Regions from separate parts of the Mus musculus genome. Here all the other regions are linked to region 4. Evidence: chromatin contacts called from public HiChIP or PLAC-seq and promoter capture Hi-C data. All regions are on one chromosome and are shown on one strand. The core of a region is the stretch at or near the end of the contact, and the rest is flanking DNA. Distances in the headings are between cores, read along the strand shown.

Region 1 (3,607 bases), core at 911-3,410, 1.7 Mb after region 4:
TTTATTTCAAATTTTCCCTTCACACCCTTCTTTCAGACCCTAGTAGAGACTTTCTTTCCATGACTTTTACTACAGATTATCTTATTTTCTGTTGAAACATATGACACACCAGAGGAGGGCACCAGATCTCATTATAGATGGCTGTGAGCCACCATGTGGTTGCTGGGAACTGAACTCAGGACCTCTGGAAGAGCAGTCAGTGCTCTTAACCTCTGAGCCATCTCTCCAGCCCATTTTATTTTTATTTATTTATTTTTTAAAATACAACCCAGAGCAACCTTCCCAGGAGTGCCAGTAGGCTGGGCTTTCCCATATCAATTATTAATCAAGAAAATGCCCCCACAGAATTGCCTACAGGCTAATCTGATGGAGACATTCCTTTTAACTGAATTTCCTAAGTAACTCTAGCTTATATCATGTTGACAAAAAGCTAACCAGCACATCATAGTAAAATGTTAATAGCATTTAGGGAACATTTCTCTACAGCTTTTTGCTGTGGTGGCTTTTTGAAATCTACCTTAGGTAGAACCCTTAAAGAACAATAATAGGAAATAAGGTATTGTCTTAAGGTTTTACTGTTGTGAACAGACACCATGACCAAGGCAAGTCTTATAAGAAACATTTGATCAGTTGATCCCATTCTGGATTGATTGAGTCAAACGGATGTTTTAGTAATGTCTCCAGGTGCAGTGGCCTGAAACATTTGATCAGTTGATCCCATTCTGGATTGATTGAATCAAACGGATGTTTTAGTAATGTCTCCAGGTGCAGTGGCCTGGAGGCCAGGACAATGACTCTGTAAAGTGTTTGCCACACAGCATGAGGATCCGGGTTCGTTTGGATCCGTGTCATCCATGTGACAAAGCTAGTGCCCTTAACACTGAGACTAGAGACAGGTGGGTCCCTGGAGCTTACTGGCTTGCCAGTGAGCTAGGCTGGCTAGTTGTAAAAGGGGTGGATATGTCTCAGAAACGAGCAAACAAAAACACAGGCCATTTCTCATAATGTGGAAAACAGCTGAGGAAGACATCTATCTGACCTCTGACCTGAAACATTGGTCAGTAACAGTGGCTCGCCAGAAGTGCTTACCAGATTGCATCTTCATTAATGTATCTGACCTTTGGGCGGGCTTCTCTAACATCTCTTGCAGGTAGATTCTGAGGTTGCTTCCCAACATCCTCCAGTGCACACATAACAGTCCCGTATGCAATCCCTAGGGGATTATGCCCGGGCTAAGGAACATTAGCCTATAATGGCTTTCCTGTTCAAGTGTATGAACTTACTTGAGTTCATACTACTCTCCAAAGTTTGAGTAAAGTTGGAATGAGGTCTGAGCCTGAATTTTTCAAAACTTGCTTGACTAGGCACTAGGAGAGAATCACTGGTCTACAGCTTTAACAATGTAAACCTAAGGTACAACTAAGAATTAGCTGAAATGTAATGATGGTACTGAAGCAATCTATTGACTGGCTAGAGTGTGTCAGACTTGACAGATGTTCACGATTCTAAGCAATCTTATTTTGAAGAAGGTTTTGCAGAGTATGAAAGTAAGGCCTGCAACAATCTATTTCCAAAGAAAAAGAAAAGCCAAATTTCCTAAGTGGTATATCTCCAACCCAAGACTGACGCCAAGGCAGAAGTTCCTTTTTCCTCCGTGGTTGGGAGGGCTGGTTTTTGAGACAGGGCCTCATGTATCCTAGGCTGGCTTCAAACTTGATACGTACTGAAGATAACTCTGAACCTCCTGCGTCCTGGGATGTCAGGCTGCCATCTCTCCTGACACGCAGCCCAGTGAGCTAAATTCCTCTTTATCGCGAGGTCTTCACTAAGTTGACTGCCTAAAATCAGTTTCTCGGGCTGGCGAGATGGTTCAGTGGTTAAGAGCACTGACTGCACTTCCAAAGGTCCTGAGTTCAATTCCCAGCAACCACATGGTGGCTCACAACCATCTGTAATGGGGTCTGATGCCCTCTTCTGGTGTGTCTAAAGACAGCTATAGTGTACTCATATAAATAAAACAAATAAATAAATCTTTAAAAAAAAAAAAAAAAAGATCAGTTTCTCTTCTACCACCACAAACACCAAGGGACTCTGAGCAGCTGGTATGGATGTGAACTCGGGTTGGGGGCGGAGCTTCTGCTGCGGAAGGGGCGGGCTTAAGGCAACAGGAAGTCCGGCGGCGAGGATGGAGTTGTTGCTGAAGGCCCTGTAGCAGGGGTCCCTGGTGGAATACGAGTCTTCCCTGTTTTCGGACGGCAGGCTCCTCCCAGCAGCAGGGGCGGGACAGTGGCGGTGAAGCTCCCGCAGCCATGCATGACGCTTTCGAGCCGGTGCCGATCCTGGAAAAGCTTCCCCTGCAGATCGACTGCCTGGCTGCCTGGGGTGAGCCGCGGGGCCTCGGGTCAGGGAGGCAGCGGCCCCTCACGCCGAGCTATAGAGAGGCAAGGCGTCTGACCCTGTGGGTGGGCTGCGGACGCAGGCTGTCAGAGAGGGCGGACGTGACTGGACCCCGGGCGGCTTGCGTGATTGCTAAGGACAGTCCATTTGTGGACGCTCCGCGCTCTCTCTTGTGCGCTATGCAGTTGGAGGCTGAGCTCACATTATTAATGTGCTCTGTTGGGGCCCATTTCGGTTCCCAAGAAGTCTTGAGTGAAAAGGGCAAAGCCTGCCAGGTGCTTCACCTTGTTAAATGATTGCGGTGTGTTCTAGGTGACAGACAATGTTAGCACCGTATGCTTCAGAGCATTTAGTGTTCACTTAGTTTATTTTTCCTTTTAGTAGTTAGCTCATATAACTACCTTATGTCGTGAGGTGCCCAAGTTACCTGACTGAAGTGGAAGAGCATCATAACAGATTGCTGTGAAACCTGACCCATGCGACCTTGTATACTTTTTCTTGGGATTGACCAATGCAGAAAGCAAGGTCAGCATCCTTCATGTTTTCTGGAGTTCAAGAACGTAAATCTTGGCTCTCAGGCTACATCGAGTGCTTTTCTATGCATCGTTATTACCCATAACAGGCTACGTAAAAATAATTCAGTCTTTTCTGTTAATGTCCATGCCCTAAATATCAAGAAACATCAAGGGCCCATACAAAGGTAAAGTTCAGAATCTGTACGTAGAGTTTACCCTAAGGAAGGCACCACGATGGACCACAAGGAAATGTTGATGGTGACCAGTGTGCCGAGCATCTGTTGCTAGCGCTTCCCAGGCATCCTTGCAGGTTCTTTGTGGCCTCCTTAGAGGGATTCACATCTTTTTTTTTTTTTTTTCCCTGTGCTCTTCTTTGAGCAGCCCCTAGCCTCTGTAAAATAGTACCTCCAATGTAAACTGATGTAGTCCTTTGAATTAGGGAGAGAATAGAACCCAATTTCCTACAGCCATCTCAAGAAAACCTCATTTCCTGGAGGAAAGTGCTCTCAATAGAGAATAATACATGGAGGGGTTCATTTCTCTTTTGTTTCATTAAATATGTTCTGGATACCCACCTGTACCGTTCTCTCTACTATGGACAGGAATACAAGGATGAATGAGAAATAGTATCTGTGTACCCAGAACACTTTGGGGGTCAAAAGCATGAGGACAGGTTATGACACCAGATAGATGAT
Region 2 (3,753 bases), core at 378-2,877, 1.6 Mb after region 4:
AACAATCTATAGGTTAATATTCTTTAACATCAAGTTTCCAGAACTGTATCTGGAATAAAATGTAAGAAGATATACATTACTACTATTTATATGTATTTTGACTAGCCTTTCTCTGGTTAAAACAACTATAAGCTATAAGGGGGTTGGAGGGTGAGGAGCACTCGCTTTGGTGAAGAGGTGTGGCTTTCTGCACCTGCAGTTAGTGAGTTCATGATTTTGAAAGAAGCTAAACTATAAAAACAGGTCGGGAGAGATAAAACACACCTAGTCATGCCAAGAAACTTTTATAGTGAAAAAAGAAAAAAAAAGAATAAGAAAAAAAAGAAAGAAATACCCTCATTAAACTCTGGTTTGGCACCGTTTATTTTAATCCAGTGTGCAAACATGAGGAGACCTTGCTGTCTTCCGTTTCCAGTTGAATGAGCCTTGGGGAGGGGCAGCCCGCTCAAAAATCCATTTAAGAGTTTGGAAGGCAACCTTTCCACTGTTAAACTTATCTAATCCTCCTGAAAGTACTTTATGAGAGGTTAGCTATTAACATTACCCAAATCCCCGCAGAACCAATAAAGAACGATGAAGCAAATAGCAAGCATTCAAGGAAGTGCTTTAAAACCTAAGTGAAGCCATCAAAGCTAGAAGGTTGTTTTTGGAGTCCGTTCTTGGGGGGAGCAATTGCCCTTTACCTGATTTCCTCTTTCTCAGCTGCTTCCATGGCACAAGGATGTTAACTCTGCCTGACTCCTAACTCTCAGGCCACAGTCTCAGGCGATCTTTAAAAAAACGGTGACAAGCAGGCTTGCTAAATTATAACCCGTACTTCATCACAGTCAAGAGTCCCCTTCGGGCAGAAGCCAATCTTAATTTTTTTTCATCTGGTATTATCTCAAGCGTAAACCAGCGTCTTTACAGGGATAAAGTACTTGGTAAATATTTCTAGGTTGAGAGTGGCTGATGAACTTTGCTTTTATTGGCGGAGATGTGCTCGCTGCCCTAGAGGTTAAAATCTAAGAGTGTGAGAAACAGGAAGCACCACCAATAAGGGTCAGTCTTAGTGGCTGTCACTCTACAATACCGAAAGCTGACCTGATCTCTCCTCACTTTTAGTTTCGAATGGGGAGTACAGTCTGGATCACTGCTGGACGCTGATGTCGCCTGTCAAACTATGCTGCAGCTGCCCCACAGTCTTTCAGGGTCAAAAGGGACTTTGGAGCTAATGAATCGTTTCTACTTCAGCCCCGTCACATTCCAGGCTCTGTTGCCACAGCTCGACAGCCAGAGAACTCAGTACTTGATGTCAATCATGCATCCAGTGTGCGCGCTTCTACAGACGTCTGGCCTGCGCCTGACCTTGACTTGGAAAGGATGAGGGGCGGGAAGAAGCAGGAAAAGCAAAGCCTTGGCCGCTGCACTGAGTTCCTTTAAGGGCTGGAAGAACAGAGGGAAGCACTAGACCTCAAAACTCTGCTAGTTCACCTCCAGGCCACGATCGCAGGGAAACAGGAGGACGCCTGCGCAGTAGACTCAAAGTTTCTGGGGCGCTCTGAGCGTCTGTGGGAAGAAGCACAGTTTCAAGGACCCGGATAATCCCGCCCACAAAGTAGCGCCGGAAGAGGGTGGGACGAGCCGGAAGAAGGCGGAACTACCTAGCCGGAAGAAGGCTCAATACTTTGGGTAGGCGCTTCATGGCTGTGAAGATGGCGGTGGCTGCGTGGCTTCAGGTGTCTCCTGTTATTTTTCTTCTTTTAGGGGCGCAGCCGTTCCCATTATCGTTTCTTGGTGCAGGTCCGGCACCCGTGTTTGCTGCAGATAGATCGAAGTGGCACATTCCGATGCCGTCGGTGAGTGTTGGGGTCGCTACTGAGCCTGAAGGGGGTAAGAGGTGGGGCTACGGTGGCCCAAGGGGTCCAGGAAGATTTCTGGAAAGTCGGGTTCCCAAAGTGAGTGGAATACCCAGAGCGTCCGTGTAGCTGCCGACGGGATCCCACCTGCCCTGAGCTGAGAGCTGAGCTATTTGCTGTAGGCGAGGAGTGTCAGGGGCCAAGCGTGTTCTTACCGGGAAAGTAACAGAACTTTAAGCATGGAACAGGAGAGAAACTTAATACACAGGGAGAGATAGTAGTTTCTCTTTCAGCTAGAATGTTACAAAATCCAGTACTAGGGCTGGATGAAAGGGAGATGTGAATAGAAGTCTTTATTTTTAACTCGTGTGTGTGTGTTTGTAAAAATAGTCCTACGGATGAAGGGTTTTGATTTGGTTTAAACTTGGAAACGTCTTTTGTGATTAGGGGACTTGGAGATTCAAAAATGCATTTTAACATGGGAATAGCCAAAACGAAACAATTCTAAAATGTTGTGTAGTAAGGATAGTCTTTTGTTTGGATAGTTAACTGATAAGTCGACCCATTTTAGAATCTCGTTTGACTTAGTACAGTACTTTGAACCAGAAAAACCAGATTTTGGTGAGAACTGCTTTAAAAACCATTAGCCATTTCGTTGACCTTTTTGCCTTTTTTTTTTTTTTGTCCTGTTCACTGTACATTTATATGGCAAATATTACAGGTTGTATTCATGTTGGTAAAGGGTTTTGGGCTTTGAGTTGTAGTTTTCTGTTTGTTACTGAAATGATTAATAGTTAAGTCCTTTTACATGTAAAAGTAAAACTGCTGAAAGTTTATTCAAAAGTCGGTTGTTCTGAGGGATGATTCGTGAGTAAAAAAGGAACTGTCCAGCTCAAGCCACTTTGAAGTTAGGTTGAAATTTGTAGCAGCCTCCCACTCAAGAGTCCCTGCTCTGTGGCCTGTAGGGAGCGGCAAGAGCCAATAGTTAGGATATGACTGACTTTCACTAAAGAAAATGTTGTTACTGTCTTTTTGATTAAGAAAATTTTGAATATTTTATAAATGTAGGTATTCATATTCTGCCTTGAAAATCGAAATGCCCTGATGTTAATTATCTTCCCTTTATCTTTTCAGGGGAAAGGTTATTTTAATTTTGGAAAGATTCTTTTCAGAAATACTACCATCTTACTGAAATGTGAGTTTCTAAACTTCATTGAGTTATTCGGATCTTTTAAACTTAGAAAATTATTCTCTACCCTAGTTTGCTTCTGTGTGCGCGCGCGCATTTGTGTGCATGTAGGAACATGTATGCATGTGTGTGAAGGTCAGAGGTCAGTTACTTGTGTCTTCCTCAGTTGCTGTCAGCCCTGTTTTTTGAGACAAGGACTCTCTCCTTGAACTTGGAGCTTGAGGTTTGGCTAGACTGGCTGACCAGCCAGCCTCAGGGATCTTCTTGCCCGCTTCTTTGGCACTGGAATTACAGGCATGGATTTTTACATGGATGCTAGGAATCTGAACTCAGGTGCTGATGCTTGCTGTGACAGGCAGGCATCTTACCAACAAAGCCATCTCCCTAGCCCCTTAATGTATTTTTAAGTCCAGAACTTTAATAACCTGGCACTGTTTAGATAAAAATATTTAATTTATAAGTCCTATCTGTGAGCAATATTCTGAGTACTTATATGAATTTTTATTGTCTTATTGTTTTTCAGTTTGCTGTTATGTATAGATACACTATTATATGTAGCTTATATTATATATTTGTATTACATACTTAATGTATACTTTATTGAATTCATATTGGCTGTATGTTATACAGTGTGTATGTATATTTATGTACATAAATTATATTTTTAATCATAGTTAAGTTGAATTATATTTAATTTTGTTTGTAGAGTGCTTACATCATTTTTAG
Region 3 (3,711 bases), core at 561-3,060, 1.5 Mb after region 4:
TAACCCTCACAGAGTTGGGGGAAGGAGGAGTATTCTCAATGATAATGACAAAATTTATTTGTAAGCCTGTATGTTTAGAAACAGGAAGTTAACTTTTCTGGGAAGTCAGAAACGGACCCTTTGCTGATTAGAAAAGTGGCTGCAACTTTAAGGAAATTGAGAAGCGTTGGGGTGTTGTAGAATGTGATAGACAGAGATAAGCACTATTAAGGCCTGTAGCAATGAACTCAGAAGTTTGTTTTGTTAGTCTTTCTTAAATCATTTCTTGAGGGCAGGGAGAGAGAAAATATATGGCTGAATACAGTTAGGATTGGGATAATTGCATATGTATCAAAAGATGGCCTAGTCGGCCATCACTGGAAAGAGAGGCCCATTGGACACACAAACTTTATATGCCCCAGAACAGGGGAACGCCAGGGCCAAAAAGGGGGAGTGGGCGGGTAGGGGAATGGGGGTGGGTGGGTATGGGGGACTTTTGGTATAGCATTGGAAATGTAAATGAGCTAAATACCTAATAAAAAATGGAAAGAAAAAAAAAGGATTGGGATAATTATGGATGTAATACTGTAGTTCTCAATTAGGGACATTTTTTGCCCTCCAGGGGGACACTGGGCAGGGTCTAGAGAGTTGGGGGAACATTATCTTAGAATGCACTAGACAGCAACTGGTAACAGTTATCTGCTTCAAACTGTAAATGTTGCCTGGCATGGTGGCGCGTGCCTTTAATCCCAGCACTTGGGAGGCAGAGGAAGGCGGATTTCTGAGTTCAAGGCCAGCCTGGTCTACAAAGTGAGATCCAGGATAGCCAGGGCTACACAGAGAAACCCTGTCTCGAAAAACAAACAAACAAACAAACAAACAAACAAAACAAAGCAAAGCAAAGCAAAAACAAAAACAAAAACCTGTCAATGTTGTGAAATCCTGGTCTATGGTTATTTTGGTCCTCACTTATATTGGCATTTCTTGAACTATGTCTCTGAACTTAGAGCAAAGCACTTCTGTATGTAATCTCCCTTAAAGGGGAAGTAGAAAAAGCAGCCTAGCAGACCTTAAATGCTTTAAGGACTTGTGATGTCACAAATACACAATTGGAAGAATTCCCTAAACCTTTAGAAGGAATCTGGATTTACACATAAATGAAGGTAGCTGTTTATTTTGATTTGAGGCTTTAACGTATTTATTTATTTATTTAGGTTTTTCGACAAAGGGTTTCTCTGTGTAGCCCTGGCTGTCCTGGAACTCATTCTGTAGACCAGGCTGGCCTAGAACTCAGAAATCTGCCTGCCTCTGCCTCCCAAGTGCTGGGGTTAAAGGTGTGCGCCATCACTGCCTGGCTAGGCTAAGATTTAAATTGAGTTCTGTCCTTTGTTGAAACAGTATCACATTGTAGCCCAGGAACTATGTAACAGCTTTGCCTAGCCTTGAACTCCCGTTACACTCTGCTCTCAACCTCCAGAAGCAGAGGTGAGCTACCATGCCTAACTTGGAATCTATCTGTTCCAAAGTTTCACAAGGAAGGAATAGTTTTGAAATGTAGTCAAGACACTGCCACAGCTTATGGTGGAGGGCTTAGAAAGTAGGGGAAGTCCAGAAAGAGCTTGGAAAATGGGGAAAACAAACAAACAAACAAACAAACCAAGAAAAAGAAGGTGCAGCCAATTGGTTTGTGCAAAAGACCTATCTGGGCTCTTCATCCTTTTTGAGTAAGGCCACTTGTCTGGTGTCCGTTGTTCACTTCTTATGTTCAAATAAAGCTAGATGGTTGAAAAGGGCGGATGGAGTGGGAGGGGAGAGGGAGCGTGCTGAGTTGCGTGCGCCTGCGCGCTTGCGCGATGGTGGTAGTAGCGGCGGCGGCGGCGGCGTCAGTGCCCGGCGGGGAGCGGGTCCCGGGCCGCCGCCGGACCGGAGGCTAAGGGGGCGTCTGGGAGCTCCCTCGCCGGGTCCTCGGCGGCCAGATGGCGTAGGAAGGTCGGGCTGTGAGTGTGAGTAAGGAGGATGCGGCCTGGTTGGGCGTATCGGAGCCCGAGGGTCTGCCCCCTGGACAGGTGGTGGAGCTGCGCCTGCATGCGACCACGCTACGATGCCCCTTCTGACCTGTGTGGGTTTAGGGTTTATTGGCGAGCGGTGCGTCTGGCTTCTGGGCACAGATTCCAGCAAGGGCAATCCGATTCTGTTCGCAACCCAGACTGGACGCGTGGCTCCAGGTTTTTGACCTTTGGGGCAGGCCCTGACCTCTGTCGGCATGGGGTCTAGTCTAGGAGGAATCTCAGCCTTAGTTTAAAAGCTGTAGGTTTCAGGCCAGGGCCATCTCTAGCCTTCCGAGACTAACAGTGTCGCCTCTTTTTCCTGCTTTTGAGGACTCTACTTGTGGGATGCGTCTTAGCAATGTAGTAGCAACTAGTGGAACGGTATGTGTCCATTTAATATTTAGTACGATTTTGGTGCGTAGTGTGGAGAGGAGATTATTGCACCGCCTCCCGTTTCAGTCTGTTAGGTATAGTCATCTTTGAAAGTAACGTAAACTATCTTTTTGGGGAAGTTCCAGATTTCAGTGTTGTGTGTGTGTGTGTGTTTTTTTACCCCAACTTGGAAGCAGATTACAGTTCTAGCCACCATATCGGTTTATATTAAAGTGATTCCAATCACAGACTGATTAAGAGCCAAATCCTGTTCTAAAACTACAGGGGGGAATCTTAAAAGTGTAACGCCAAAAAACGAAAGAATGAATGATCAGATTCATCTACGAGTTACTTAGTATCTGCTTTGCGTGTGATAAGTACATTCAGGTGTGTCTTGGGAATTTAACAAGCTGTTGTAGTAGATGTTTTTGGGTAGTACTTTTTACATGAGGTACTGAGATACTGAGAGTGATTTGTTGAAGTTTTCACGTTGTGGAGTTAGTGAACTTCATCTCCGGTGATGGCTACGCTCATCTCTTTCTGATACACCCAATTAGACATTCTTTTTTTGTTTTTGTTTTTATTTTTGTTTTTTGAGACAGGGTTTCTCTGTATAGCTCTGGCTGTCCTGGAACTCACTTTGTGGACCAGGCTGGCCTCGAACTCAGAAATCCGCCTGCCTCTGCCTCCCAAGTGCTGGGATTAAAGGCGTGTGTCACCATGCCCGGCTTTTTTTTTTTTTTTTTAAAGACTTATTTGTTATTATATCTAAGTACACAGTAGCTGTCCTCAGATGCACCAGAAGAGGGCGTCAGATCTCATTCCGGATGGTTGTGAGCCACCATGTGGTTGCTGGGATTTGAACTCAGGACCTTCGGAAGAGCAGTCGGTGATCTTAACCACTAAGCCTCTCTCTAGCCCCAAATTAGACATTCTAAGCACTCCTTCGAGATCGGACTGAACTACTAGATACAGAAAATAGTAGAGTTTATTTTGATTCATAGTTTTGGAGAGAATCTGGCTTATGTAGCCCAGACTGGCCTCAAACTTGATCCTGAGTTCAATCACAGTGCTGGAATTTCGTACAGCCCATCGTAGATTTTAACTGGAGAGAGGGTCAAGATGGATTTTTGAAGAGAGCTTCAACAGTCAGGAAAGAAAAGGTGTGAAGGGATTTCATCAGTCTGGTGCAGAACCAGTGGCTTTGACACAAGGAAGGTGTTTTAAACAGAAAAACCATGTCCTTACTGTACATCCAGATTAGAACAAATTCAAGGCTGGTCTCTGAGAAAAGCAGGGAACATTGAGTGCC
Region 4 (3,972 bases), core at 970-3,469:
CACTCCCTTAATCCCAGCACTCGGGAGGCAGAGGCAGGCGGATTTCTGAGTTTGAGGCCAGCCTGGTCTACAGAGTGAGTTCCAGGACAGCCAGGGCTACACAGAAAAACCCTGTCTTGAAAAATACCAAAAAAAAAGACTGGTTATGTATACGAAAGTAAGTCTGCACTGAAAGAGTGAGTGGATACGTGGATTTTACAAGTAACTCACCTCTAAGTCTCCCCAAAGTTAGCTCTTACACTTATCAACTTACAGTGGTTCTCACTGTGGGTCTCCAACAACCCTTTCAGAGCTCAGATATCCTGCATCAGATATTTACAATTCATAATAGCAGCAAAATTAGTTATAAAGTAGCAAAAAATAACTTTATGCTTGGGAGAGGTCACCACAACATGTTAAATACAAGCTAAAAGTTCACAGCACCAGGAAGGTCCACAACCACTGTTAAGTGATACGAATTATAAACATCAGGAATGACACCATTTACATTCCATAACCCCAGGTAGATACTACATGGCATCATTACTGAAAGCTTTAAACAACCTTTTGGCATTTATTCCCGCCTCCTTTACTTTCCCCCCACTGTCCCCTGTTTTGTTTTAAACTTACTCCCATCTCTTGACTTTTTTTTTTTCCCAAGACTTATTTATTATTACATATAAGTACACTGTAGGAGGGCATCAGATTTCATTACAGATGGGTGGCTAGTGGTTACTGGGATTTGAACTCAGGACCTTCAGAAGAGCAGTCAGTGCTCTTAATCGCTGAGCCATCTCTCCAGCCCAACTTTAACTTCTTTAACTTTATAAGATGTCCTAACTTCTACTTCCTAGGAAAAGTGAAAAGTCAAAACTGAAAATCTGCCGTGATAGGATAATATAAGGTCGGTAACAAACCATGCCCAAGTGTATACATACAATAGATAAAGAAAGCACGTAAGTAGCCAGTCAACAGCACTATTATTAACTTCATTATTAACTTCAATGTACACAAAGATCACTTCATTCCTCAAATTCAGGCTGTCTGGTAAAGTAGACATACACTTCAGCAAAGTTCAGAGTAAAAATGAAAAATCCAAACAGTATATCTAAAGCTGTAAGATGAGCCCGTGAGAGTTTTTAAGAACAATAAAGGTGAATAGGACTCGAATTTACAATACAAAAAAAAAAAAAAACAAACAAACCACTGGCCCCTGGTCTACCACAACCACCAACTCTTTGGGGTTTTTTTCTAAGCCTGTCTGTCCCTGTGTAGATGAATAACTGTTAGCTCTGTTTTTCAGAGTTCACAGTTCTGTCCACTAACCCGATGGTTATCTCAGTGCTCTCAGTTCATCCTTCTTACCACAGGGTGGGGGAAGGGAGAGCTAAAAGTTGTTTTACTACTCCAATTCTAGTTTAGAAAATTCAATGTATTTTCTCCATCTAATCGCTCAAACGAGCTACCGGCCTTCACAATCATACCTAAGTTACTGACACATGGGAGAGCCGAACTAGGAAAAGCGGATCCACGACTTTCCATATGGGACAAACACTGAAACCGAGTTCCCGATCTGTTCGCCTAGTTTCGGTGAGAGGTTCTGGACTGCGAAGATAGCACGTGGGCCGACCGGACTGCTGCTGTCACTTCTCGTCTCCAGTTAGGTTCCAGGCCAGAGAGCCGACCCTCGGTGAAGGGCTGGGGCCCAGGCGGTCACCACCCTCCGCAGAGTCCGGCCGGACAAGCTGCCGCCTTGCTGCCCACATGGCCGTCCAGCCGAGGGAACCTCCGGGCCGAAGCTCACGCGGGACCCACGGCCCGCAGGCCCGGGCGGCGCCCCGGGGGCCCGATCTCCCCGCCCGCAGCCGGCGCCCACGGGCGTAGCCTGGCTCCCGGGCCCGAACCTACCTTCACGTCCTCGTCCTCGTCCTCGCCTTCCCAGCGGTCCCCGCCGGCCGTGCCGCCGCCCGCGACCTTCCGCACCGGGTCCTCCATAGAGAACGTGTCCGCGTCTACGGAAGAGAGCGAGTCGCGTTAGTACCCGCGTGGGAGCGGGGCCGCCACAGCCCGCATTTGGGCCGGAACTTCTGCTCACCCCAAGAGTCTGAGTCCCCCGCCGCCGCTGCCGCCGCCGCCGCCGCCGCCATCTCGAACCGGGGGTGAGCGTGTGCGATGGGAAGAGCTGCGAAGAGTTAGCGCGGCAGAGGTGAGTCACTGGGCTGGCTCTCGTTGGCCCGCGCAGGGCAGGCTGGGACAGTGGCTGACTGGGCGCCCGGCAGAGGCTCCGCCCCACGGGCGACGCGCGCGGCAGGGGCGGGGCGGGCGGGGTGGGGCGACGCTGGGCTGGGAGACGCGGACCAGCCTGGTCCCCCCAAGCCACACCCCTCACCCCCTCATCCCCCACCCCCCGCGAGAAGAGAAAGGAAGTGCGCACGCGTGAGTCGGGCGGTGCTCGGCTAGCGAGTGGGTCTTCTAGTGCTGGCTGATCGTGAGCCGGCAGCAGGCGAGCAGCGAGGAGGAAGTGGACAGGGCAGATATCCCGTGGCCTCCTAGCATTCGGGCACGGAGATGGAAGTATACTCCAAGTCTCCCTGGTTCTCCCTTCCGGTGATCACCCGAAGTCCTGCACGGTGATTGTTTTGGCGAAAACATTTCGGAGTTCCGTGGTCCGTCCCAGGCTTATTCTAGTTTGTCCTCAACACAGTAGCAAAATAGTTATGTAAACAGATTTCGACACAGTGCAGTGGCTGCAACAAAAAGAAGCATTATGAGGTTAGATGTTAAAAAGGTAGCATTAACGACGACGGAAGTTTCAGTTTTCTGCCCGCGGTAGGCACTGGTGAAGCTGGAGTTTGAGAAACCAAGTGACTTGTGCTCCGGTGCATTTCTGGTAGAGAGAAGGCTTGTGGTGCTCATCTGAGTGCATTCTAACAGGTAAACTGATAAAAAGAACCTAAAAGGAGCAAAATTCTCTCCCCCTTGGCACAGGGCTTCCCAGTAAGGACATTAAGAAGGAAGGAGCTAGTTTAGATATTGTCTGATTTTCCAATATATTCATTGTTTTTAAAGTTTTTTGTTTTGTTTTGCTTTGTTTTTAAGACAAGTTTCTCTCTGTAGCCTGGGCTGTCCTGGAACTCGCTCTGTGAACCAGGCTGGCTCCCAGGTGCTGGGATTAAAGGCATGAGCTTAGGTTTTAAGTCTTTAAAAAAAACAGACACACATCAGCCATTCTTAGTACTTTCCGTTTCTTGTGTATTTTTCGTCTACAAGTAAACATTTTATAAGGTGGTCTTTCAAGAAATGTTCTACCGCAATTTTTTTGTGTTTGTTTGTTTGTTTGTTTGTTTTCGAGACAGGATTTCTCTGTGTAGCCCTGGCTGTCCTGGAACTCACTCAGTAGACCAAGCTGGCCTCAAACTCAGAAATCAGCCTGCCTCTGCCTCCCGAGAGCTGGGATTAAAGGCGTGCGCCACCACGCTCAGCTGTTCGACAGCATTATTAAAATGAGAGATGACGCTCTATAAAAGAAAGCATCCGCCCAGCGTGGTGGCACACGTGGTGGCCAGCCTGGTCTACAGAGTGCCAGGACAGCCAGGGCTACACAGAGAAGTCCTGTCTCAAAAAACCAAAAAAAAAAAAAAAAAAAATCCATTTATGATTTTACAAAGTACCTAGTACATAAGTATAGGATAAAACCAAGAGCCTCTGCCTTCCTTGCATTACCACTGAGCTATGCGATTTCCAACTCGAATGAATTAATTCTGCAAGGATAACTCAAGCCCAAATTAAGCCAGTGACAATGGAGAGGAAGGAACCAGTCTGAAAACTATTTTAAGGTCAAAGGCAACAGAATGGCTAATTCTATTTATCAGCTTGACTAGACTGTGGTACCTATGTCCCCTAGCTTTTAGTCAAATACCAGTCTAATCGCTGTGAATGTTAGATGTGACTAATGTTTAAATCAATAAATTGAGTAAAGCATTGTAATACATG
Region 5 (4,035 bases), core at 585-3,084, 1.9 Mb after region 4:
GTCCACGAACAGGGTAGGTATGGGCAGTATGTTCAGGTCTCCATTTCTCTTAGAAATATATTTTGATTCTCAGCATATAGATCTGGTACATTTTATTTAGATTTAGCACTAAACATCTCTTTGTTTGGGTGCTATTCCAAGGCATGCAGATTTTCTACTTGAATGTCCAATTGTTGTTTCTAGCATGTAGATATATCTGGTTCTTGTAGCTAGAAACTTCACTAATAAGTTCACCTCCTAGAGACAGCAGCTTTTGGTCTGGATATACATAGTTTAGTGATTCTCCTACTAAAGGCCATCTTGGTTGTTTCCAAGTTTTAGTGACGAACAAAGCTGTCATAAACACCCTTGATGCCCTGCAGTGGCGGTGCATGCCTTTAATCCCAGCACTTGGGAGGCAGAGGCAGAGAGGCAGAGGCAGAGAGGCAGAGAGGCAGAGAGGCAGAGAGGCAGAGAGGCAGAGAAGCAGAGAGGCAGAGAGAGAGAGAGACAGAGAGAGAGGGGCAGAGAGAGAGGGGCAGAGAGAGAGAGAGAGGGGCAGAGAGAGAGGCAGAGAGAGAGAGGCAGAGAGAGAGAGAGGCAGAGAGAGACAGAGAGGCAGAGAGAGAGAGAGAGGCAGAGAGAGAGAGGCAGAGAGAGACAGAGAGGCAGAGAGAGACAGAGAGGCAGAGAAAGACAGAGAGGCAGAGAGAGACAGAGAGGCAGAGAGGCAGAGAGGCAGAGAGGCAGAGGCAGAGGCACAGGCACAGGCAGGCCGATTTCTGAGTTCGAGGCCAGCCTGGTCTACAGATGAGTTCCAGGACAGCCATGGCTACACAGAGAAACCCTGTCTTGAAAAATCAAAATAAAAGTAAAATAAAATAAAATAAAATAAAAATAAACAAATAAATAAAAAACCCAAACCAAACCAAACCCCACCACCACCACCACCAACAACAAAACCACCCTTGCTGCACTGGCAACACCTGAACGATCTTTAAAATGCAATTTTACAACTACTTGCTGAATCAGCTCTGCATTTCCACCAAGTTCAAGAAGTCATTCCCACACAATCTTTCTCCAAACTTTATGCAGACAAGAATCATCTGCAGGCATTTGTTGAGCTGCATCTCTCAACATTTTATTTGGTGGGTCTGTATCAAGAACTAGAGACCTGCATTTTAACAAGCCTCTTGGGTTATTCCTATGCAGCTGGCCTCATTGGCCACACTGAAAATGCGCTAACACTATTTCTCGCTTAGGATACACAGGTGATGGTCAATTATTTCTACTAGTGTCTAGCAGAAAGAGGCCTTTAATTGATCCAGAGTTGAATGGAGGCAGAAGTGTCTGCGCAAATAGATTGAAGTCCATTTTCTCTCCAATTTTTGCCAATTATATCGGTGAGCCTGAGTATCTTCGACAGTAGTAAACAGGGCAATAACCTGCCCCAGGAAAAGGAACTTGTCTGTCAACTTTCTGAGTTTTCTGTCCCCAGTATCCACGTCCGGAGACTTGGGATGAGTCGAGTTCCAGGAGGACAGCCTCCGGTGGTTCATTCTTGCCAGCTCAGACTTGCCCGGAAGCCAACGCCACCTGGCCAGAAGGATGTACCCGGGTAGACGCGCCTGTGTCACCCCGCCTGGACTACACCCTCTCCGGGATCAGCCCTCTAGACCGATGCCGTCATCAATAATTCAAGGATCGCCTTTCCATTGGCTAGAGCTTCCACCCAGTCGCTGGCAAACGCCCAATGAGGAAGGACCTGAGATCGCTGCTGAATAATGAGCGCGCGCCCGTGACGCAGCGGCTGATGATTGGTCGTTGCGGCAGGGGGCGGACCCAGGAGCGGGCGGCGGCGAGAGCTACTGTCGGGCACAGAGAGCGAGCGACGCGGGTTCTGGGGTTCTTACTGAAGTGCGGCGGCGGCGGCGGCAAGTTGTGGGGCGGCAGCATGTTCAGCTGGATGGGGCGGCAGGCTGGCGGGCGCGAGCGCTCGGGCGGCATGGACGCGGTGCAGACGGTGACGGGCGGCCTGCGCTCTCTGTACCAGCGCAAGGTGCTGCCGCTGGAGGAGGCGTACCGCTTCCACGAGTTTCACTCGCCAGCGCTGGAGGACGCCGACTTCGAAAACAAGCCCATGATCCTGCTGGTGGGCCAGTACAGCACGGGCAAGACCACGTTCATCAGGTAATTTGCCTCGTCGGCTCGCTACCCCTCCGCTAGCGCACGGCCTGCCCTCAGGTTACACTCCGAGCTTGGTGGCCCGTCGCCTTCCCGGGTCCCGTTTCCCAAGGCTCCCTCCCCTGAGACCGGCCCCCAGCGCGCTGCGAGCCCCTTCCTTGCTGTTGCCAAGGCCTTCCTTGAGCCTGTCACCCTGGCCTGGGAGTGCAGGAAAGGGAGAGAAGGCAAGGCTCATCATTAGTGCAACCTAGTGCTGAAAGTGATAATGAAGGAATGCGGCTCCTAGGTGGAGAGGTAACCTTCCAGCACAGTGAGAATGAATGAACGAACGAACGAATGAATGAATGAGTGAATGCCACAGTAGGAGTATTGCCATGCCCTAGGTGCCACGTTCCGCCACAGCGGCGGGGCTGCTATCATCCAGCTTTATGGTCTATAGGAAGTTAGCCTACAGTGTAGCTGCCTCACCAGCCTGTGGACTGAAGGGGAGTGTCAGGTTACTGTTTGCTAGTTTCCATTTCTTCACCCTTGACAAACTGAAAATATTTGTCACGGTCACTCTGTCTCCGGAAGCAATAACCGGCTTGCCCTGCAGTTCCAACCACACAGCTTCCTCTAGAGTGACTCGATGAGAAATAATTTACAATGAAACGGACTGCTTTTTAAATGAGGCGTCTATTTCCCTATCTTTGGGAAGAATCGACGTTCAAATCCTTATCAGACGAAGCAAAGTGACTGAACATTTAAGATCTGGATCCTGAGTTTTGGAATTAGAACACTCATCATCATTTGATGTTCAACAGGTGTTCAGAAAACTGCATCTGTCTTGGGGACATGCCATTTCTTTTAGGTATGACCTCCTTTTTTTCCCCTCCTGTGACCTAAAGAGTTCCAAAAAAATAGAAAAGTTGTCACTACAAGAAATATGTTAAATCCAGGCCTGTAGATACACTGTGAATGAACTCAACAAAGGCAATACACTGTAGTTTGAAATGTGAACGAAGAGAGGGGGAAAATAATGTTGAAATTATTTCATGTAATGCTTTTAAATTAGCTGAAAACAGTGTTGAATATGTTAACTCAGAAATGAACCTAGAAATATTACAGTAACTGACAGATGCAAAGGGCTAGTTGAGATGGTGCTTGCCTGTAATCCAAGGACTGGGGAAGCTGGATCATGGTTATTTTGCCTTCCAGGCCAGCCTGGGCTACATAACGCAATCTAGGATAACCCTGACTAGACAACAAAAGACCGTCTTCAAAACAACAGCAATAAGAACAGCAACAAAACCTAGGAAACAAAAACAAAATAAATGGCAAGCAGGTGGTACATTAAGGTCTTGGTAGTCGCAGTTGTGAATTATCAGGATAATATTACAGGAGTGAAGAGAGAACTTTTAAGCTTAGAGCAATAAGAGTATAGCATTTTAAAATGTACTGGTGGCAGATACACAGCAGTCCCACCATTTCCTCCTGTACGTGCCATGGGCCTCACGGTACCTATGCATAATTAGGGAGCCTTTCTTGATTCTGTACTGACCTAGCCTGAAGACAGTGCATTCCTCTGACTGTAGCCTGACTCGTAAACAAGCCTCAGGTAGGAGAGTACAACGCAATTCTCAGGAAGGTGGAGCAATCCTCTTTCCCCGCCTCATATTATTTTGTTATATTCTCATTCTTCTGTGCTTCAGTTTTGAGAAGCTTTGTGGGAGAGGGCTAAAAGGCAGGTTCTGAGATTTGACTCATGGCTCTACTTCTTTTTTTTTTTTTTTTTTTTTTTGGTTTTTCGAGACAGGGTTTCTCTGTATAGCCCTGGCTGTCCTGGAACTCACTTTGTAGACCAGACTGGCCTGGAACTCAGAAAGCCACCTG
Region 6 (4,046 bases), core at 570-3,069, 1.0 Mb after region 4:
GCCCATGTGTGTACCTGCACACACACACACACACACACACACACACACACGATGGAAAGTCACAGTTACATAGCATCTGTACCTTCACATAAGGGAGTGTCACAAAACTCACTCACATATAAAATTATCTTCGATTTTATTTCACAGGAAAGTCACATGCTCAAAATGAAGAGAAACAAACATGGATAATATACTTACGTATAAATATATAATATTACCCTGAAGATAAACATATAATGTTTACATGTCAGGATATAGTCTACTACCTTAGCAAAGCCCTAGCCCATGAATACAACACTACCGTGTACGGTCACTTACCCTGGTCCTTAGGAAGTGAATAATACACTATAATTATTTCCTCGATGGCAATACGGACTTGCTCACAGATCCTCTGGGTTTCCTATGAGGTGATGGACCAAATTCAGAAAGAATGTTTAACATCAATGCTGTCAACTCATTTACTAAGGAAGAGACCAAACATCTATAGAGCATGGTTAAATCTTTTATGAAAACTCGTCATGAGTCAGGTCTTATAATGTACTCACCACACAATAGAAAGAAATTAGGTAGACACCTGACAATTATAAAAAGCATTACAAAAAGAAGGACAGCCTTGGCTGTCCTGGAACTTGCTCTGTAGACCAGGCTGGTCTTGAACTCAAGAGAGCAGCCAGCCCCTGCCTCCTTAAAGTGCCGGGATTAAAGGTGTGTACCACCAGCAGCAACAGCAACATCTTAACACTAAAGGGTTTTATATAACAGGTGCTGCTTAGATACTGCAAAGACATTTAACTCCTCCTCTGCTATTTATTGACCTGAGCCTCTAAACCTGCTTACTCATTGGTCAGATGGGGAATATGTATGTGAAACAGCTATAAATCAACAAGGAAAGTTGAAAGTTAAGAGGAACTAACCTGGCTGAGTTTCAGCCTAAATTTAGAAGACCTTTCTAACCCTATGCACCTGGCTATTTACAACAATCCCATGTGGTAAGAACTGTAACCTCGCTTGCTAAGTGGGGGAAATAAGTGTGGCTTGAATGTGAAGGGTAAGAAAACGGGAGGATTCTTAAGGAGAAAATAACCCTCCGGAAGCAAAGCTCACCTGTGGAGATGGCCATGGAAGTTTAGAGAAGTGCGTTGTCAGAACAGTGGCTTCCCCGTTCACTTTCACTGCTGCCTCATCTGGGGGTGTCAGAGGCGGCAGGGGGCCAAAGTTAGTGTTAAAAGGTTAAAGTTACTACTTGGACTTTTTAGATAACGCGTCCCTTTTCCACCCTAATCAACATCTCCAAAACAACTCCAGAAATCGTTTTATATTTCTGCTTCAAGTGCGGAGAATGGGTGGGAGAAGGGATGAGGACCAGAGACATTGTCATCTCAGGGGACAGCAGAGGGAAGGTTAGGATGCAGGGAGATGAGGGAAGAGCCCGCAACGGCAGACACTCACTGAGTCTTCTCCAAAACATTTCTCGATTAAATTCCTCCGCTGTCTCCTGGGCTTCGCCGACTTGAGGAAGGCCGGATCACCCCGAAAGCAAAAGACAGGTGAGAGGAGCCCTGACCTGATGCCCTACATCCCTACCCGGAGCCCGGGATGCAGATTCCCATAACTCACCCCGTACTCGAGGCAGAAGTGACCGTAGCTCCTCTGCTAAGTGCCGGAGCTGCTCCAGAGGCGGAGCAAGGAAGGGGACTGCGGCTGTCGAGCTCGCCATCGCAGGCTCTCTCTGGGAACCAGCTAAGACGCTTAAGCCATTTGGCCCCGCCGCAGTACTTCCGGTGCTGAAAAACTCATCTCGTTTCCGGCAACACACAGCGCGTCCCGCCCCTTCCTTCTCAGTGTAGCGACCCCGCCTTCCCAGACAGCCCGGCCATCCGTCCACGCCTCCCCCCACCCCCAGAGACCCGCCCACTCAGGAACAAGACCACGCCTCCCCACTGGAAACCTGCCCACTCCCCGCTGGCCCGGCCTGGAGACCCAGCCACGCCTCCTTCACCTGCCCTCCCCGCAGATCTAGAGACTTTTTCCAGTCCCTGGCTACACCCCACTACCCCTCCCTCCATGACACTAGGCCACTCAAAAGACCCAGCCAGGCATCTTTTGACCTACTAGAGACCTGGCCACTCTTCTATGTAACTGAGCTTTTCCCCTGTAAATATGTCCGTGGCAGTGCCTGCAGAGGCCAGAGAGGGAATCAGATCCCCAGGACCCGGAGTTACACTGTGTGAGTGAAGGGAATCGAACCTGTGACCTTTGGAAGAGCAGCCAGCACTCTTAACTGCTGACTCCAGCTCCCTGGTGACTCTTTCTCCAAGCCCCCAAACCAGGCCCACTTTCTGGCTCCCATATGTTTATCAACATTGCAGATCCGTTTGTGATATTTCTTTGTTAATACTTATCTTTTATTATTTTTTAATCACATGTAAGTCTGTGCACATATGAATGTAGGTGCCCACAGTGGCTCTGGCCTGGAGCTAGAGTTACAGGCAGTTGTGAGCATCTGACATGGTTGCTAGGGATTGAACTCGGGTCTTCTGGAGGTAAAGTACATGCTCTTAACCACTGATCTCTCCAACCCATTGTTTATGGCTACCATTCATTCATTTATTTGATTAGTTGAAAACAACCTTGGCTAAGGAAGCAGAAAGCCCATGATCGGTGGGGAAACAGGCTGGGAAGTCAAGTCTCAGGAGCAGTAAAGGTCCAGGACAAGTTTCCACAGGCTCCCTAGGCAGAAAATGACATCCTGAACTCCAAGTTCGGGCTGGATGCTTTTCACAGGATGACCCTAATAAACACAGTAGTACCAAGGGACACAGTGACACAGAGACCCCACTGTGGCAATCTTCTTGATTAGGGCTCTTTGCCTCCTGAGGAAGAATCAATTGTTAGACTTTTCTGCAGTCCACACAGCAAGAATCAGTAGTAAACATTTCCAACATTCAGATGTCCAAGGAGTGACTGCTTCCTGAAGCTCACCCACTGATACTGGCTTTCCCATCTGCCACAGGGCAGAGATCTGAGCCACAAATGTGGAGGCTGGACTTCTTCCAGGCTGCTAGCTGTAAGCCATGGACTTCAGGAGCTCAGATGACTTTTTAACTGCACCATGAATATTCCAAGTTCAGTGGAGTTCAATGTCCACACACGGTAAATGAGCACAGGTGTCAGCAATGTCAACCAGGTCCTCAATGGAGAGAATGTAAAGGCTAGGGAGCCATATGTCACATGAAGAAAGTAGCAAGAATAAACCTGCCATATGTACAGTAGAAGTATAAGTAGGTAAACAGGTATAATCTTCCAGTATTTTCCCTGGTGGAGATGAGACCTGAAGCTGTGACCAAAGCAGCGATGTAGCAAACTCCAGCATACGTAAGCCATCAAGGGGATGTTAAAGAACACCAGCTAGGAAAAAGGAGACAGAGCCATTAACTTACCACCATGCCCTGCCCTGGGAAGGGTTGCGTCTCAGTGTTAGTAACTTCTACTAATATGTCTTTAGTTTAGATGTCGGTTTTTTCTTGAGGGTGGAAGATGAGGATAGAACTCAGGAATTTGCATACAGTGGGCAAACACTCTACTCCCGAGCTATGTTCCAACTCTTATATGTCTGATTTTTTTTTTTTTTGAGACAAAGTTTCTGTTTGACTGTCCTGGAACTAGCTCTGTAGACCAGGCTGGTTTCGAACTCAGAGATCCACATGTCTGCCTCCTGAGTGCTAGGATCAAAGGTTTGCACCACCATACCCAGCATATGCCTGATTTTTAATGCATTGATCATACTCTTTGTTAGAGAACAGTTGACCTATAGTTAACTGTGTATTTGCCTGTCCTTTTGTTTACCTTAAAGGTAGGCATGATTTATGTTGAAGTCCCTACTGCAATACAGTTATACTGTAATACAGATATATACAGTGTTTACATTGGAAATGAACTGAGTAATCTCCATAGGCACACAACAGAGCATAGATCCTATGTGAACAGAGTGAAAGGAGGACTTAGGTATCAGTATTGAGGTAGCATTCTGAGTACTAAAATCTAAA
Region 7 (3,657 bases), core at 178-2,677, 1.1 Mb after region 4:
CTTTTTGTTGTTTTGGGACAGGACCTCACCGGCAGCTAGACTGATCTGGAACTATATAGTTCTGCTGCCTCCAACTTGGAAGAACCCTCATATTCTCAAATGCTAGCTGACGTTACAGCTGTAAGTCACCCATGCCGGCTTACAGGCATGTAAACAATATAACATCTTAAACATTTTTCCTTTCTTTTTCTCTTTTTGAGATGGGGTCTCACCACATAGCTCTGGAGTAGACTAGGCTAGCCTTGAATTCAGAGATCCACCTGCCTCTGGTTCTGGAGTGCTTAAAGGTGGGTGCCATTACACCAGGCATAAACAGCATTTAAAATGAAAATTAACTCGGTAAACAAATGTTATCCAAAATGTGAGAATTTCCAAATTTCTTAAGTTCCAATTTAATAGAAGGGTAGGTGTGTTTTAGTTCTGCCTCTATCTATAGTCAGTCATGTGTTGCTTTGGTTGGTGTATGTGAAGAAAATTTGACCTTACAGATCTAAAAAAAAAAAAAAGCCAGGTGGTGGTGGCGCACACCTTTTTAACCCCAGCACTTGGGAGGCAGAGGCAGGCGGATTTCTGAGTTCGAGGCCAGCCTGGTCTACAAAGTGAGTTCCAGGACAGCCAGGACTATACAGAGAAACCCTGTCTCAAAAACAAAAACAAAAAAACAAAACAAAACAAAAACAAAAACAAAACAAAACCCACTTCCATGGCAGGTGAGATGGTAGAAAACCAATCCCCTCAAATTGTCCTTTGATCTCTAAACATGATCCACACACACACACACACACACACACACACACACACACACACACAGAGAGAGAGAGAGAGAGACACAGACACAAGTCGCTAAAGTATATATATAAATTTAAAAAGGGACCAGGTGGCTGACATCTGTCACTTGGAATGCAGAGGTAGGAGGAATGCGTGGTATTGGAGGCTATTATTCGTTTCGTAAAAACTAAACCAAACTAAACAAAAAACAAAAACAAAAACAGAGGACACTAAATTAGCTCTTTATCACCTTTGTCCTCCAACCCTGGTCTTGGCCTTGGGTGTTTTCTCTTGGTTCAGAGCTATTCCTTCGCACTATGCATAGATGCACAAATGCAGGAATTTGTAGTCTGTGGCAACAGTTTCCCCTCGATGTTTCCGTACATCTACCTTGTTCTTTTCATGGGGTATTCCATAACGGGGATGTATTCAGTTTGTCTTCCCTTACCGACGGATGGACTAGGTTTCTCGGTTTTGTCATCTCACCACCCCTGCCCCGGGGTTAAGGGATGGCGACAAAGCTGTGAGGTCTTCCCTCGGGGATCAGCCCTGGTGGAGCAGGGCTAACTAACCATCAGGGGCGGAAACCTCCGGCTTGGCAGGTCGGCAGCCTGCTTCCGGGAAGCCGACCGGAAGCCGCTCCGGGTGCTGCGACAAACCTGACTTCAGGGGCCGTCGTAAAAGTGTCGTCCCTGTCGCGTCGGGCCGGCCACAGGTTTCCGCTAGCTGGCGGCCGGGGGTCGGGAACTGCGGGCGTTCGTTTCCCTTAAGATGGCGGACGAAGAGATGGACGGCGCCGAGAGGATGGACGTCAGCCCGGAGCCTCCCCTGGCCCCGCAGCGGCCGGCATCGGTGAGTCTTCATCTGCTAGCGCCTTTTGTCCTCTCCACCAACAGCTTCCCACCGCGCCTGGGAGGGTTTGGGGCTCCGCTTTCTATGGCGGCACTGGGGAAGGGGAGTCCTAGGATTGAAGGATCGACCCTCCCTCCCCCGATAAAGTTAGTCGTCTCCTACACACATTCCTGCCAGCCAGGTCTACGGAGTTTAATGACTGTCATCTATTAAGTCTCAACGTGCTCAGACACGCATGTCTCTATTTTGAAGTAGAAAGAACTCGTGCACATTTAGGTGGGTTTGATGTAGGAGCTGAGATGAGGTTGGAGAAGGCCATTTTTCGGTAGACGCATTGCTGACCCCTCTTGTTGATAGGCATCGGGACCCGGACCAGCACCTGGTGTGATATAGCATTGTCGGGTGGACTTGATAGTGGCAGTGAGTGTTGCGGCTGGCAAGGCATGGCCAGATATCCATTATTGCAGCGTCTTGAGAACCTTCGATCTGGCCCCCAGTGAGGGAAATTTGTCATTTGTCATGCCTTTTATATATGAGAAGGGACATTTCAAACGAGAGAATACTGGAATCTATACTTGGCTATTAGATTTTTGAAGGGCTGAGAAAGGAGAGGTAGAATAAAATTGAGTCAACAGTCTGGCTGCGTGGAGAATACGAACAGAGTAGGCTGAAAGGTGGGGTAATGTTCACAAATGTTCTGATGTGGTCCCTTCAGATAACTAGAAGGGAGGGAGGTCCTTAGGAAGTACTCACTATTGATCACAACATGTTTTATCAGTTTGTCTATAGCTGCATATGGAAAAGTGTGGGAAACATACCCGCACCCACGCAAACCCATTGTATATACACATACCTGTTAGTGAAGTTGTTTGTAGTTTTAATAAACTCATTCTTGGCTTACTTTACCCCAGCAGACTCTAGAACATTATTTTATGAGACAAGAGAATGACTCAGAAATAAGTCAACCACGGAGACTAGAGAGAATGTCTGTAAGATAAAAAACCATCAGGGACAGAGTTGGAATAAGACTATATGCACTAGATCAGCACTTGGCAGTCTTCCTCCTCCATCCCAAAAAGCAGTTGAAACTCACTTCACCACTGGTAATGTAGCTTAGATGAAAACAGCTAGAAAATGTTTCCAAGTAGATAAACTGGTTTGTTTGTTTGTTTGTTTGTTTGGTTGGTTTTGGTTTTGGTTTTTTTAGTGCTAGGGAGAAAACTCCAGGCCTTATGCATGCTAGGCAAGGGCTCTTCTTCTGAGCTATAGGTTAAGATAGAGAGATCATTTACTTTCAGGAGTTCCAGGCAAACCCCGGACTAGACTGTGAAACTCCATCTAAAAACAAAAATAGAAAAAAAGATTCATAGATAGAATCATGTGCTTTTTTTGTTTGTTTGTAATCTAGTGCGTTATAGTCAGAATAGTTGTAGTTTCCTATTGCCAAAGATGAGTAATGTTTATTTAAATCGTTGCTATGTTAATTCTTTCCCACTAGCACTGTAAAACCCCATTAATAAAACCATAAAACATCCATTACTTTGGAATTGGAAAAATGGTATAGAAATTGAGCAGGAATCTGTAACAAACATGTCTTCAAAGAATAATATATTTCTTTGGGCAAGGCTTTTTAAACTTTACAGAGAAGCAAGGAGTGGTGTCATGTAGCCTCAGGGAATTCAGCCTATAGATAATATAAAAGATGAAGAACTTAGATTCAAGATAGGGTGGTGTAAGTGGATACAGACCGATGACCGTGAAGCCTTTATTTTTTGGCTTGAGCCCTTTTTGCTTGACCCCAGAGTTCATCCTACTTCCTGTAGTTTTTCCATCTGCCCTTTCCCATTTCATTCTCCCTATTTAAAACTCTTGTGGTTAAGCCAAGATTGCTCAGTTTGAGTCTTCAGCACCCCACCACTGTTTGCTTAATTTGTATCTCAAATCTCTGTTGGGTCTTGTGGAAACAAAATAACAAATATAGGACAGCTACAAGATCTAGTAAAGGCTTTGTTCTCATTAGAGTGCTTTTCTAGTTAC

Evidence for each region. Promoter capture Hi-C pulls out the DNA fragments that hold promoters and counts their contacts. HiChIP or PLAC-seq counts read pairs in DNA pulled down with a chosen protein or histone mark.
Region 1: a promoter capture Hi-C map of liver shows a contact between it and region 4, with 4 times the contacts expected there. The contact joins the promoter of Vps39 here to the promoter of Eif3j1 in region 4. A contact is called at or near these places in 3 of 39 promoter capture datasets (liver, neutrophils and pre-B cells) and 1 of 9 other capture datasets (liver).
Region 2: a promoter capture Hi-C map of neutrophils shows a contact between it and region 4, with 6 times the contacts expected there. The contact joins the promoter of Tmem87a here to the promoter of Eif3j1 in region 4. A contact is called at or near these places in 4 of 39 promoter capture datasets (liver, neutrophils and pre-B cells).
Region 3: a promoter capture Hi-C map of liver shows a contact between it and region 4, with 3 times the contacts expected there. The contact joins the promoter of Zfp106 here to the promoter of Eif3j1 in region 4. A contact is called at or near these places in 3 of 39 promoter capture datasets (liver and pre-B cells).
Region 5: a contact with region 4 is called in an H3K27ac HiChIP or PLAC-seq map of thymic regulatory T cells, with 8 times the contacts expected there. The contact joins the promoter of Ehd4 here to the promoter of Eif3j1 in region 4. A contact is called at or near these places in 1 of 39 promoter capture datasets (erythroid cells) and 1 of 115 datasets of contacts at active chromatin or transcription factors (thymic regulatory T cells).
Region 6: a contact with region 4 is called in a promoter capture Hi-C map of liver, with 2.2 times the contacts expected there. The contact joins the promoter of Ccndbp1 here to the promoter of Eif3j1 in region 4. A contact is called at or near these places in 2 of 39 promoter capture datasets (liver and pre-B cells).
Region 7: a contact with region 4 is called in a promoter capture Hi-C map of hippocampal neurons, with 2.2 times the contacts expected there. The contact joins the promoter of Ubr1 here to the promoter of Eif3j1 in region 4. A contact is called at or near these places in 3 of 39 promoter capture datasets (hippocampal neurons, liver and pre-B cells) and 1 of 115 datasets of contacts at active chromatin or transcription factors (astrocytes).

What each region holds. Positions count from the first base shown.
Region 1 is chr2:120,351,690-120,355,296 of GRCm38.p6, reverse strand. Vps39 (VPS39 HOPS complex subunit) reads left to right here and starts at 2,160. Exons shown (of 25, transcript NM_178851.4): 1 at 2,160-2,382. The coding sequence starts at 2,310.
Region 2 is chr2:120,401,990-120,405,742 of GRCm38.p6, reverse strand. It overlaps Tmem87a (transmembrane protein 87A), which reads left to right and starts at 1,627. Exons shown (of 20, transcript NM_001110496.1): 1 at 1,627-1,838; 2 at 2,973-3,033. The coding sequence starts at 1,683. It overlaps Ganc (glucosidase, alpha; neutral C), which reads right to left and starts at 1,847. Exons shown (of 24, transcript NM_172672.2): 1 at 684-1,847. The coding sequence starts at 712.
Region 3 is chr2:120,561,958-120,565,668 of GRCm38.p6, reverse strand. It overlaps Zfp106 (zinc finger protein 106), which reads left to right and starts at 1,810. Exons shown (of 22, transcript NM_011743.3): 1 at 1,810-1,982.
Region 4 is chr2:122,026,827-122,030,798 of GRCm38.p6, reverse strand. Eif3j1 (eukaryotic translation initiation factor 3, subunit J1) reads right to left here and starts at 2,219. Exons shown (of 8, transcript NM_144545.4): 1 at 2,075-2,219; 2 at 1,888-1,991. The coding sequence starts at 2,126.
Region 5 is chr2:120,152,374-120,156,408 of GRCm38.p6, reverse strand. It overlaps Ehd4 (EH-domain containing 4), which reads left to right and starts at 1,834. Exons shown (of 6, transcript NM_133838.4): 1 at 1,834-2,169. The coding sequence starts at 1,934.
Region 6 is chr2:121,006,181-121,010,226 of GRCm38.p6, reverse strand. Ccndbp1 (cyclin D-type binding-protein 1) reads right to left here and starts at 1,819. Exons shown (of 11, transcript NM_010761.2): 1 at 1,618-1,819; 2 at 1,450-1,509; 3 at 1,105-1,184; 4 at 319-400. The coding sequence starts at 1,717. Tmem62 (transmembrane protein 62) reads right to left here. Exons shown (of 14, transcript NM_175285.3): 14 at 2,384-3,408. The coding sequence ends at 3,082.
Region 7 is chr2:120,968,485-120,972,141 of GRCm38.p6, reverse strand. Ubr1 (ubiquitin protein ligase E3 component n-recognin 1) reads left to right here and starts at 1,427. Exons shown (of 47, transcript NM_009461.2): 1 at 1,427-1,620. The coding sequence starts at 1,540.